Linked DNA regions of Mus musculus: regions 1 and 2 are each linked to region 3. A link is a contact called in public HiChIP or PLAC-seq data. All regions are on one chromosome and are shown on one strand. The core of a region is the stretch at or near the end of the contact, and the rest is flanking DNA. Distances in the headings are between cores, read along the strand shown.

Region 1 (4,469 bases), core at 1,685-4,184, 110 kb after region 3:
GTGGAAGGAAAAATAGTACCTCAGGCCAAGGCGGCCTCCTCTCTCTTAGCCTGTGCTCTGCACGTCTTCCTCTCTTGCCTCCTTCTCTGGCTCATGTTGCCCTGTAGAGCAGCCTACTCCCTCCTCGTTGCCACCCTTCCAGAAAGACCAGTTTGCCCTTCTCAGTAACTGGCCTCCACCCCCCATCCCTTCCAGATGCCCTTGCCAAGGTCACCAGCAGAGTCCTTGATGTAAAAGCCACGGGGACACTTGGTCCTGCATCTTGTTTGGCTCCCAGCATTTAACCGTTTTTCAAAGATTCGTTCTAGTGGTACCCCAGTGCAGCCTCTCCTGGTTTCCCGGCAGGCATGGAGTGTAGGGGAAGAAGGCCTCTTACAGCTCTCATATGGCTCACCCTGTGTCTTTGGTAAGTGGCTTCTCTCCAAGGCTCCTCGGTGTGTCTGGGTACTGGTGGCAACCTCTGCTAGGGTTGAGGTAATACATGTGAAGTGCCCAAGGCAGTGCCTGATATACATTGTCTCTGGAACTCACACACACACACACACACACACACACACAGGGTCTTCTTGGTTTCTTGGTGCTATAATCCTTGCTCCTTGGTTGGGCTTTTGGCTGCCTATGATGGAGGTTGCATTTGTTGTTGGTGGTGGTGGTAGGTTTTTTCCCCTTTCTTTCCTTTTTTTGTTTTGTTTTGCTTTGCTTTGTTTCGAGATACGTTTCTCTGTGTAGCCTTGGCTGTTCTGGAACTCGCTCTATAGTCCAGGCTGGCCTTGAACTTGGAGATCTACCTGCGTCTGCCTCTGAGTGTTGGGATTAAAGGGATCCACCACCACTGCCCGGCCCCTTTTCATGTTCTTGCTCTTGCTACCTGGTCTGGTTATGTGACAAAATTCACGTTAGTGGGATGCACAGGGAATGTTCCGTGGCGCTGTCTTTAAAAGAGCTACTGTTGGGGTAGAGAGATGGCTCAGTGGTTGAGAGCACATGCTGTTCTTACAGGGGAGCCAGATTCAGTTCCCAGCACCCACACAGTGGCTCACAACTCTCCGTAAGCACACACAGATGCACATATAGGCATACATGTAGGCAAAACAGTCACCCACATAAAATAAAGAGTTAGCATCGACCCTTCATTATTTTTCTCCATTCCAAAACCTGGAATGCATACGTGATAACTGGAGTTCCAGCCCCTATTCAGAATCACGAGGTCAAAGGCCATCTCCAGGGCTTCCTGGTGCAGGGAGTGGAGAGAGCCACATCTCAAAGGCTTTTGTGGAGCAGAGCCATCATACCAGCCCAGAACTGTTTTTCAAGATTTATATATATGTAAGATTTGTTGTTGTTGTTGCCTAGATCTTAATCTGATCCTCTCAGCCTTGCTTCAGTTGATCTGTTTGAGCCTTTCCATTAGAATTATGACTGGATCCTCAAGGACTCTCAAAACCATCTCTTCAATATTGGGGTATAGCTCAGTAGTAGCATCCTTGCTTAGAATGCAAGAAGCCCTGGATTCAATCTTCAAAACTGGGGGTGGGGGGAGGAGTCTCTGTAGCCCAGCTCTTTCCTGAACTCCAGCCCTATAGATCCAATCCTCCAGTTACTGGACCCAATTATTCATTTCAACAAATACATGCTGGGCATGCATCAGGAGGTCAGGCTGTGCTGGGCGAATTCATCTCGACCCTTGCTCTCAAGAGTTCTTAGTCCAGACAGGACTCAGGTGAAGAGGTGCTGAGATCTGGAAAGCACTGAGAAAGGGCTGCTGGGCATTCCAGGTATCCAGAAGGTCATGGGGAAGGCTTCCTAGCAGCAGAGGCATTGAACTAAGTGCCAAAAGACAAGTGGGGTTTAGGCAGGCAAGTGGTGAGGGGTGAGCTATGGAGGGCTTGAGGGGACTTAGTGGCAAGCAGTGGAAGATCCTAAGAGGCAGCTCTCTGGTGTTCCTAGTGCCTGTTCTGGTTGTCCCAGAAAGGTTAATGGGAAGTGATACTGGATTGGGGTGAGGGGTGGGGCTGCTGCACTAATCAAGTGGAGGTATACTGCATGACCGTGGTGGTCGAGTTCAGGGAGGGGCAGATGGTGGGGAGAGAGAGAGAGAGAGAGAGAGAGAGAGAGAGAGAGAGAGAGAGAGAGAGAGACTTTAGGGATCTTAAGAGGCAACATGGCAGATCCTTGTGCTACACCCGGTTGGGTCAGAAAACCTGCTACACAGGTAACTCCTGGTTTCTAACTCCTGGTTTCTAACTCCTGTTTAAGACAGAGACACAGGTGAGACCAGGTTGGAGATAGCAACATGGGTCTGAGTTTGAGGCAAGCAGTGATGTGGGGCATCTCCAATAGACTAATAATAGCAGGATTGAACCAGGAGTCTGTGAGGGCAGTCCCCAGGCATAACCACAGTCAAGGCCACTTGGTCCTGGAGGGCTCTTTTTCATTCCCTCAGCCCAGCCAGTCACCTCCTGCTCCTCTCCAAACCTGAGTGCCGCCCCACCCCAGCACTCTGACGAATCTCCCTCCTCCTTCCCTCCCCCAACCCCCCCGGAGAACACTCAACTCCAGGCCCTTCTCCCAGGGCCTCTACCTAGCCTCTCCTTGGTACGCACCGGGCCTCATCCCGAAGGAGGGATGCTCTTGCCTCTAGAGACTAGGACACCGGATTGAGGACTCGAAAAAAGCATCGTACGCTTCAGGCCAGGCTGAGGGGCCCACGACGTGGCCTGAGGGACATCGGGTTCCCCGAGCCTGCTTGTCTGCGGGCGCCGGGGGCGTGACGCGTCGGGGCCCATCCGCAGGGCCCCTCCCGAGCCACCTCCTCCCGATCCCGTCGAGACCCGCCCCCTCTACCCCTGGGCGGGAGGACCGGACTCTGATTGGACATCTCTGCGGGGCGCTGCGCGGCACAGCCAATGATCGTGGGCCGGCGCGGCGGCGGGCGGGGGGAGCGAGCGCAGCCTGGAGCTGCGGCGCCAGCGGGTTGAGCCGGGCGATCCTAGCCCGGCAAGGCGGGCAGGGCGGGGCGCGCACAGCGGGAGCGAGCCTGGTGCCCACCGCAGAGACTGTCGCCAGGTGCCTAGGTAGGGGTCAGCAGCCGGGACTTGGAGTTGGAAACTGGGGTGCGGACGGCTGAGCCGCCCTGTGCAGCCAACGGGCTGTAGAAGGGTGGTCTACAAGGCCGGGTCTACGTGGGCAGCCGGAATCTGGTGTGCAGAGATTCCCGCTGTGTCTGCAGGGCCAGGTCCTCGGGATGGTTCCCTGAGCCCGCATCTGTCTAAGCCAGCTATGCGGGTGCCCGACCACCTGCGTTTCTTCCGCAGCTGCTGTCTGTGGGACTGCATAGAAGCCCCGCGCGCGCGGTGCCTTGGGCCCGGCTCTGGGTGGAGGCCGTGTCTATTCGGAGTGGGCCTGGACGGGTGCACCCACGTGTGGATCTCAGCAGAGCGCTTCTCCCACAGCCCTCCCGTGAGTCTTCCGTGGAGAGCTGGGGGCGGGGTGATGAATGGGACGGATGCAGCGAGCGACTTCAGCTGCTGCGCAGTCGTCCCCTGACTGAGTGAGGGTGGCGGAGGCGGCGCTGTGGTTTCTGGGTCTGGTGGGTACAGGATTGGTGCTCCGAGGGTGCACACGTGCGCGGGGAGCTGTGTGTGGTGTTTGGAGGCGGGTGTGCGTGCGTCACGTGGACACAAGAGTGTGCCTGTGTACCTGAGGGGTGCGTTTCAGGATGGAGTGGTGTGTGAGCACCGGTCACGAGGACAAGGATTACATCTGTCAGGGAAGGGGTGTGTGTCTGTCTTGAGGGTGTTACAGAGTGAGCAGAGCTAGCTGTCACATGCCTTGGGTCCCAGGACTGTGTCCCAGTGAGCTCCTCTCTTTGTCTTGGCCAGGTTCAGGGTGTGAGAGAAGCGCACAGCTGTGTCCTTGAAAATCCCAGGGAAAAGGAAGAGGCTGGGTCTTCTGCGCATCTCTACCTCTTCCATCCAACATACGCTGTGGGTCAGACTGTTCTAGACCCTACTACCTGCTCCTTGGTCCCCCACGCCCAGTCCTCAGACCAGGACTGGGGCTTATTTTAAACCTTATCCAAGTGAATTGCTTCCCTGCTTAAAGACTCCTTTGGTGTTAGAGGCCTCTGGTTTCTGTTCACAAACCCTAAACCAAGCCTGTTGGGAAGCACTCTATTGCTATCACGTTGGGAAGGGATCTCTTTTAGACACAGGGTGAACTCCCATTTCTCCCTTGGGAATCCTGCTTAGTGGTCACAATGTCGCCTCCGCCAGGAAAACACCCCCGAGGCCAGTGTAAGTGGACCTTAGCTTCTCTCCTGATGCACACCTCCACTAAGGAACTTTCCACTGCAGCCACATCTGCTGTGCTGGTCTTCATACAGAGCAAGCACTGTCCCACCTCATGGCACTTGCACCTATGGGCCAGTCCCTCTGGCTCCAGTTGCTGTTCTCCAAGTGTCTACACTG
Region 2 (4,327 bases), core at 1,541-4,040, 91 kb after region 3:
CCCTCCAGGCCTGGGCACTGGCTCCAGGATGGGCACTGACCCCCTCCATACCCACACAGCCGCTAAATTTAGCCAAGCAGGGGAGGCTGTCCTGGGGCCGAGTCGTTGGCAGCAGGGCCATGTCTCCCTACAAGGCCCGGCCCAGAACTGGAGCTGGCCACCCGGCCTTTGGGCTTATAAGGCAGGCTTGGCAGATCTCCAGTGTTGGAGTCTTCGGGTGGGACCTGAGCCAAGCCCTTAGACTTTGGGGAGCCTCTCTTCCATGCACAAGCAAACTCAAGAACTTCTTGTTCCATGACCTTTGACCAGGTGTTCAACTTCCAGAGCCTTGGTTTCTGCATCTGTATAATGGGCATTCTAGCATCCACTTTATAGGGCCATAGTAAAGAAAAGGCCAGTGAACTCCATTGTGTAGAATTCTGACATGTGTTCTCTCCACCTGTACTAACAAAGCCTAGGGCCAAAAGATGTCTGTCCTTAAGAGTGAACCAGTGCAAGAGATGTGTGTGTGTGTGTGTGTGTGTGTGTGTGTGTTACTCGAATATCTGGAAGTGTGTGCATATGGAGGGGTGTGTGTGTATGTGTGTGTGGAGGCTGCAGGTCAACATGAGATGTCTTCCTCTCCCCATCTTTTTTTTTTTTTTTTTTTTTTTTTTTTGCAACAGGTGTTTTCATTGACCTTAGAGCACCACATTTGAGCTTGGCTGGCCCATGACCTCCAGGGATCTGCTGATCTCTACCAGTCCAGCATTGGGTTACAGATGTATGCTGCTGAGCCCCCATGAATGTTGGGAAGCCAAACTCAGTTCCTTGTGCTTGCACCGGCTGAGCCACCCCTATAGTCTCATGTGGTTGGCTCGATTCTGCAGGGTTATTATCAAGAAAAGAAAGTTGTGCCTTTGGTGGCACCTTGGGTCTTTCAGTACCTTCAGGTGGCCCTCTCTGCCATGCTGACTGAGAACAGGGCTGATGCCCAGACACAGGCCTGAGGGTGTATCTAACAAGCTATAAACCTGGCTTCTTGGGGATGGAGTGAGTGGGGGAAGAAGAGGAAAGAGCAGGAGGAGGAAGAGGAAACATAAAAGGAAAGAGGATAGGGAGAAAGAAGAAAAGGAGAAAGAAAGAGAAAGGAAGGGAGGAGGTGAAGTGGGGGAAGAAGAAGAGGAGTATGGGAGAGGGCGGCTGTGGCATGAAGCAACATACTGGACAATGACTGCCTTCCTTTTCCTTTCTTCTCTCCATCCTTTCTCTTCTCCCTCAATTGGAGCAGGTCCCTCTCTAGAATATGGCGTAAGCATCGTCGGGGCGGGCACAGAGATGGCTCAGTCTTAGCACCCACCCATTCCTATCACACACAATTCATTTCTGGGCCTACTGCTGTAACAGCTGCACGTGAAGTCAGCTGGGAGAGGGACATGCCCTTTTGTTTGGGGTCAGGGTAAGGTCACAGAGCCTGCTGAAGCTCTGACTCCTTAGGAAAAAAAAAGCGAAGGATGTGGTTCCCACCACCCTGGCTCAGTGGCGTCAGACAGTTGAGAGAGTTCCTACTGGAATGTCAGTGTGTGTGTGTGTGTGTGTGTGTGTGTGTGTGTGTGTTTTCTATTCAAGAGGTTGGGGCTGGTCCTGGGTGCTGGGAGGGGACATGCAGAAAGCAGCCCAGTTTGCATAAGGGTTCGGTGCCAGGCCCAGGGGCCATTCGCTCCCTGTTAGTAGCTCATGAGGAAGAAGATTCCTTATCAGCACTCAGCGTGGGTCGGCTTGGCCGGGGGTGCAGAGCAGTGAAGGTTACCAAGGAGACCTGTGCTTCAGGCTGGTTCTTCTAGTAGGCCAGGGTGAGAATGCTTCCCTCTGACCCTAGGTGCACAGTGTGAGCCAGCCTGATCAGGTTCTTGGGACCCTATGCTCAGGGTCTGCTTTACTATTGAGGAAGGCAAGGGTTGTATTGGACCTGAACCCTAATTCAACAGTGTATTTTAGTTCTCTGTCCTGGAGGTTTCTGGGACCGTCCCCCAAGGGCTTCTTCACTCTGGGGAAAGTGTTATGTTGTCCCACTTTACAAGAAGCAGACTTAGAAAAGCCAGACAATGCCCCCAAGCCCTCAACAAGTGACACAACTGCCTAATATCAGGCTTTCCAAGCTGGGTCTCAGAACTCCCTAGGGATAGGTGACCCTAGTCTCGTCTAGATGTCTACCTCCCTGTCTGTTCTGGTGGTAAGGATGGGATGGGAGTGGTGTCAGGAGTACAGTCAAGCAGGTCAGACAGAGGGAGAGCAAGGTTGCAGATAGAGATGCCAGCCTGAGGCTGAAGTTAATGGGTATAGACCAAGCTTGGACTTGAAGGGACTGACGAAGAGGGAGTGTCCAAGGGTAGCTCTAGGCTACAGGACTTGACATCAGTTCTGTTCATCTTCCTGCAGGTCCCCAGGACTGAACTGTCTACTCTGAGACTGTGGGGGTGGGGATGGAGGTAGAGTGTTGAGGGATTGTCCTGGCGAGACCCTTCAGTTCTGTCCTGTCAGGTTCCTGGAGTGGGGGTAGCCAGTAGCTTTATCTCTGGCCCTGTGGCTGGTGGCCATGGTGGTTTCCGGAGAGCAGCTCCTGTTTCCGGAGGCCCAGCAGGGCCCAGGCGGAGCCTTGAGGGGTAGTGGGGCTGGGCCTGGGTGGCCTCACTGGCTCCGCCTCTGTCTATCTTTGGGAATTTATTTCACGGGGCACCACTGGCCGGTACTCCACTGCCTGCCAGCAGTCAAAAGCTGCTCTGATCACCCTGGGTTTTTCCCTCCTAACCCAGATCCCACCAACGAACCTCCAACTCTGGCCCCACTTGGCCTGCTCTGTTCTTAAGGGGCTGGGAAGCCTCCAGCCACTCCACTGCTCTCTCTGTAGACACAGATGCTAGCCTGCCCTTGACCACAGAGGCCGTGCGGGGGGCTTGTCTCTGAGCCCCTTCTGGCCCACCATGGCTCGGCGGCTGCAGGATGAGCTGTCAGCCTTCTTCTTTGAGTATGACACTCCCCGGATGGTGCTGGTACGAAACAAGAAGGTGGGAGTCATTTTCCGTCTGATCCAGTTGGTGGTTCTGGTCTACGTCATTGGGTGAGTCTAAGTCCCCCTCCCAACACCTTTGGGCACCAGTCTTCTACATGTGCCAATCCTCAGAGCTCTGGGGTACCCTTCATCTCTCCAAGCACTGGAAAGCTCTCCTGGTGAGCCTCCATGCCTTAAGAAGGAATAGGCCCTGTTAACCTACTGTCAAGATGGAGACACCAATGCAGGATAGGACACGCTACTCTGGGTGCATGGTGACCAAGGGGCAACACCATTGTGGGTCCTGAGGACATTGTAAAAGGCCCCTTCTAGTGAGTGAGTGGCACGCCCTGCAAGAGCCCTTTTCACCTCCAACTTTCCTCATGCAACTGAAACAAAGCAATGCCTCATTTTACTCGCCAGAACATAGGCTCTGTTCCCGTCTCTCCAGTCAGAACAAAGGACAACCTGGGAAATCCAGGTCCCTGGGGGACTAAAAGACAATTGGATTCTGAACACTTAGCATCTTGATGGAGACACAGAGCAGGAAGTAGTCTCCATTCCCAAGTGTGACATCTCCTTCCCTGGCACAGGGTCAGAGCAGCACAGGTCTCCTTCAGCTATCTGGCTAGCCTGGGAACCATGCAAAGGCTAGCAGGCCAGGCAGGATCTTGTGTTTGCATGTGTGTTGTGTGGGCTAACATGGTATTCTATGACTGCCCATGTCCTATATATTTAGCCATGTACCGGTGGTTTTATATACCTGGTTGGCTACGCAAGCTTACAGCTGTGTCTCTGTCTGCCCTGGGTCTGAGGTAGCTGGGTACCAGAAGTGTCACATGTCAGGAGCATCATGCTTACTTACAGTCACACTAAAAAGAGCCTCTAGAGGCTATGAGATCAGTAAAAGGGTTGGGTCCTAATGGGAGCCTGAGAACGCCCAGTACCCCTGCCTGCCTGTGTTGTGTGGTTCTGAGGGCTCTGCAAATCCCCATTTGGGGGGACTGGGACTAAGAGCCCAAAGAGTTACTCATGTGGTACTAGCCTCTTGGGAGTATCTAGTTCCTAGAGTAGCCTTTCTTCTGCTCACTGATGCCCTAAGATTCAGAGCTAGTCAGGTGCAGCCAAAGCCAGGATCCTTCAGCTGCATTTCAGGCTATGTCTTGGTCACAAATCAAGTTGGTCAAGCTTAAGAGGAAGACTAAGGCCCATAGAGGAGCCCTGGAATTTCTAGGTCACTAGGCAAATCAACCCTGAACCTTTGCTCTGTCTCCTCATTTCCCACTCCCTACAAAGTTT
Region 3 (3,949 bases), core at 1,417-3,916:
TCCCAGGAAAGGCCAGTAACTTGAGAGGCTTTGGTAACTGTAGGTGTTGGCAAATTAGGAAAGCCTATTCCAGATACTTAAACTTTTTCATACTTATATATGCTCTAGAACTACTTCTGGTACCAAAATCTGCATTTAGTAAGGGTTCTTTAGAGGAACGAAAATAAATAAATAAGTACACACACATATACACACATATATTTATATTTATTCAATATATAAATATATAAATCGTGTGTGTGTGTGTGTGTGTGTGTGTGTGTGTGATTGTGTGTGATTTATGTGAATGACTTACAAGCTGTAGTCCAGCTACCCCAACAATATCTGTCTATCAACAGAAGGTCCAAGAGTCCAAGAATCTAGTAGTTTCTCAGTCCATGAGGCTGGAAGTCTTATCTGATCTTCAGTATATGCCAGAATCCCAAAGAAGCAAGCTCTGATGCCACTGAAGGAATGGACTTGGCATGAGAGTGAAGGCAAGCAGGCAAAGACTGCAAGCTTCTTTCTTCCCTGTCCTTTAGGCTGCCAGCAGGTGTAGCCCGGATTAAAGATGGAGCTTCCCATTTCAAATGATTTAATTAAAAAAAAAATCCCTCACAGATGGACCTAGCCACTTGGGTTTTAGTCAGTCCCAGATGTAGTCAAGGTGACAACCCAGAACAGTCATCACAACACTTTCAACAATAACTTGCTTGTGCATAGTAATAAGAATTTTGCATTGTGACTTGTCCTCGGTTTCTCCATGATCACCTGCAAACTGGGCATAAATATAGTGGGGACCTAGGCTACGGGTCTTGTTTCTGCAGTCCTTGCTTTAGTGAGGCCTGTGGAGAAATGCAGCTGCAAGGGGTACTAACAGGATCCTTTATGCCTTTCTTTTCCTTTTTGACATGATGCTTCAGTGAAGGACTATCAGCTTGTCCAGAAGGGAGGAGGACAAGAGTGTGGCACCTCTCAGTCCCAGCTGAGCCAGTACTCCCAGCACTTTGCCTTTATTGCTAGTCACCTTCTGCAAACCAGCATGGATAGCCATTGTCCCGAGGCAGTGGAAGCAACCTGGGTCCTGTCCCTGGCTCTCAAAGGTTTATATAAAACACTAAAGGTAATGGTGAGCCTTTTCCATTTGCACAAAGCTACCTGTCTGCAGGGGATTAATTAGGAGGAAATGTCGTCTGATCTAGATGAACGGTTAACAATGGCTGTTTTGAGAAATGCTTACACAAGGATTGCTTTAGGGAGGAAATAGAACTTTCCCAGTGGTTTGAGTCTCAGTTTTTCTAATATTGTTTCATGGACTTAACCACAGTTGGCTTCGTGGAGATATAATCCTGTCAGGGGAGAAGAAAACTGGACTTCCCACCTAACAGGAGCTCCTCAGGTCATTATAGGAATGCTGGGAAGAATAAAGGGAGCTGGCATCCCATGGAGCTTCAATGGATAGGTGTGGCCATTGGTCTGGGAGGAAATAGCTAGATTAGAGGTAGATGTCTTTTGGGGTGACCCATGATGCCTTTTGGATCCTTAGTGGACTGGAGGGTAGGAAGGCTCTTTCCAGGAGATGTATTTGCATTTACTGTAAGGTCATCTTCCTTACAGAGTTGGCCTTGAAAGGATCCCAGCTGAACTTTATTGCTCCTTGACACTGAAATGTTCAGTGGTAGCTCTGGTAGGGAGGTCATTGTGGGAAGTCAGGCACTACCAGAGACTTGTCTGCTTGGCTTTCCAGCCCTGGGCAGCCCTGAGGTGCAGTTGTCAGTATTACCATACTGTTTCAGTTTCCACTCTACTAGACAAGAAGAAAGTAACTCCCTGATAGCAGAGGTCTTAAATGTCTTAAATCATTCAGTTTTGCTTTGGTTTGGTTTTTGGTTTTGTTTTGTTAAAAAAAAAAAAACAGGTAGTCAGTCTGTAGCTTGGCTGGACTGGAACTTAGAATGTGGCCTGGCCGGCCTCAGACTCAGAGTTCTGCCCGCCTCGAACTCCCAAATGCTAAGACCAAGGTGTGCACTGCCATGAGTGCTCACTCAGCCTGTTGATATTTGTTGAGCACCAAGAACCAAGTGGAACTGGGTGTTCAGTGGTGAGCTAGAAAGAAGGGCCATGCTCTCTTTAAGACGGTGCAGCCTAAGGGATGAAGCCAAAGAAGCAGGCAGGGAGCTTTATAAGACTCAGTTGTCCATGATTAGGGTTTGGATTTTAGCCTCAAGAGTTTTGGGAAAGTAAAGAGAGGGGAAGTGACAGTAAATAGGTTTCAAGAGTGTTTGTTCAATGAAAAAACACGGAGTGAATGAGGAGCAATGGTTCATGGTTAAGATGTGGAGTACTTTCTTACTGACAAGCATTTATTTCTGTTGGAAGCTGAGTTGGGCCATCAGCTGAGACTGGGCTCTGAGAAAGGCTGTTGCTCTGTCCAACCTTAACCATCACTCTATAGCAGCTGCAAATCTCTCCCTTGGCTTGGCAGGCTCATGGTTTTGAAGAGACCCATGCCACCTTCCTCCAGACCGATCTGCTAAAGCTGCTGGTGAAGAAGTGCAGCAAAGGGACCGGCTTCAGTAAAACCTGGCTCCTCCGAGACCTAGAGGTAATGAGGAGGGAGGGCTTCCTGTAAAGCTGAGCCCAGAAGCAGAGCTAGCTTGTTCCAACCAGTTCCATCCCGTGTATTCTAATTCTGGGCAGCTTTGAAACCCAACCTTGGTTCTGCCTTCCTGAATCAGGGATCCTGACACCTGTCCTCCCCTGCCAGGAAAATGAATTGGGTGTTTGTTCAAAGAACCTTGGAGGAGTATTTTGTAGAAACACATAATAGGCCATTATAGCATGATAGTAAAATGTGCTTTTGAATTACTGTTTCCCTCCAAAATTCCTTTGAGCTAAAATCAGTTTGTAATACGGCCACACTCATGTTTACCTTATGTAGGATTTCAGTCTATAATTTCACTTTATTGTTACTCCTCTGAGGCCTTAGATGTTTCTTAGTGGAATTCTTGAAGTTCCCAGAGGCTTTCAAGGTCAAGTACTAGCATCTAGTATAAGGGAAGCTGTGCTACCAGGGTGTGCTGTGTCCCTCACCCTCACTTCCACAGGTGCCTGCATTTGAAGAATCACCTCTGGGTTCGCTTACATCCAAGGGACATATGCTAAAACATATTAATAGGTAACCGGGATCTTAGAGAACCTTTTTTAAATTTTATTTTTATTTTATATGTATGGGTGTTTTGCCTGCAAACATGTCTGCACCACTTGAATGCCTGGTGCCCCATAGATGCCAGAAGAGGACATCAGTTGCCCTGGACTTCAGTTACAGATGGTTGTGAGCTGCCATGTGGGTTCTTGGAAGTGAACTCAAGTCCTCTGGAAAAGCATCCAATGCTCTTCTTAACTGCTGAGCTGTATCTGCAGCTCCTATAAACACCCTTTTTAGTGGCTATGTATAAGACTAGAAAGTGCTTTGCAGGTTTTTGCCATTATTAATGCTTCATTGGCTGTATTTTAAACAGCATTTTTCATGTATTTTGTCATTTCTAAAAGATAAGTTAGTAGGTCAAAAGGATATAAACTTTTTTTTTTTTTGGTTTTTCGAGACAGGGTTTCTCTGTATAGCCCTGGCTGTCCTGGAACTCACTCTGTAGACCAGGCTGGCCTCGAACTCAGAAATCCGCCTGCCTCTGCCTCCCGAGTGCTGGGATTAAAGGCGTGCGCCACCATGCCCGGCAACATTTTTTAAAGAAGTATTTTTTTATGTCTATGAGTACACTGTGGCTGTCTTCAGACACTCCAGAAGAGAGCATCAGATCCCATTACAGATGGTTGTGAACCACCATGTGGTTGCTGGGATTGAACTTGGGACCTCTAGAAGAGCAGTCAGTGCTCTTAACTACTGAGCCATCTCTCCAGCCCCAATATAATCATTTTAAATTACTTAATAGTTACATTTCTCCAAAACAAG

What was found. HiChIP or PLAC-seq counts read pairs in DNA pulled down with a chosen protein or histone mark.
Region 1: a contact with region 3 is called in an H3K27ac HiChIP or PLAC-seq map of embryonic stem cells, with 5 read pairs. The contact joins the promoter of Camkk1 here to the enhancer-like site in region 3. A contact is called at or near these places in 1 of 39 promoter capture datasets (the C10 cell line), 2 of 15 datasets of contacts at CTCF or cohesin (large pre-B cells and pro-B cells), 8 of 484 Hi-C or Micro-C datasets (B cells, the G1E-ER4 cell line, bone marrow-derived macrophages and 3 more), 8 of 115 datasets of contacts at active chromatin or transcription factors (the HPC-7 cell line, the SCID.adh cell line, bone marrow-derived macrophages and 2 more) and 3 of 9 other capture datasets (adipose tissue, liver and pancreatic islet).
Region 2: an H3K27ac HiChIP or PLAC-seq map of embryonic stem cells shows a contact between it and region 3, with 9 read pairs. The contact joins the promoter of P2rx1 here to the enhancer-like site in region 3. A contact is called at or near these places in 8 of 39 promoter capture datasets (the C10 cell line, the HPC-7 cell line, cranial neural crest and 4 more), 2 of 15 datasets of contacts at CTCF or cohesin (large pre-B cells and pro-B cells), 16 of 484 Hi-C or Micro-C datasets (B cells, the CH12 cell line, the G1E-ER4 cell line and 7 more), 12 of 115 datasets of contacts at active chromatin or transcription factors (CD8 T cells, the HPC-7 cell line, acute myeloid leukemia and 7 more) and 4 of 9 other capture datasets (adipose tissue, embryonic stem cells, liver and 1 more).

What each region holds. Positions count from the first base shown.
Region 1 is chr11:73,016,054-73,020,522 of GRCm38.p6, forward strand. Camkk1 (calcium/calmodulin-dependent protein kinase kinase 1, alpha) reads left to right here and starts at 2,935. Exons shown (of 16, transcript NM_018883.3): 1 at 2,935-3,074. It overlaps 4732414G09Rik (RIKEN cDNA 4732414G09 gene), which reads right to left and starts at 2,788. Exons shown (of 3, transcript NR_152202.1): 1 at 2,604-2,788; 2 at 395-460.
Region 2 is chr11:72,996,355-73,000,681 of GRCm38.p6, forward strand. P2rx1 (purinergic receptor P2X, ligand-gated ion channel, 1) reads left to right here and starts at 2,791. Exons shown (of 12, transcript NM_008771.3): 1 at 2,791-3,097. The coding sequence starts at 2,961.
Region 3 is chr11:72,905,930-72,909,878 of GRCm38.p6, forward strand. Zzef1 (zinc finger, ZZ-type with EF hand domain 1) reads left to right here. Exons shown (of 55, transcript NM_001045536.2): 43 at 903-1,102; 44 at 2,465-2,584. Among named protein-coding and RNA genes, the nearest start is that of Gm26121, 26 kb to the left of the region's middle. Within about 2 kb of position 2,667, at least 8 of the 459 cell types and tissues checked have an H3K27ac peak or open chromatin away from gene starts, as enhancers often do. A contact at or near this core is called in embryonic stem cells, where this site is marked.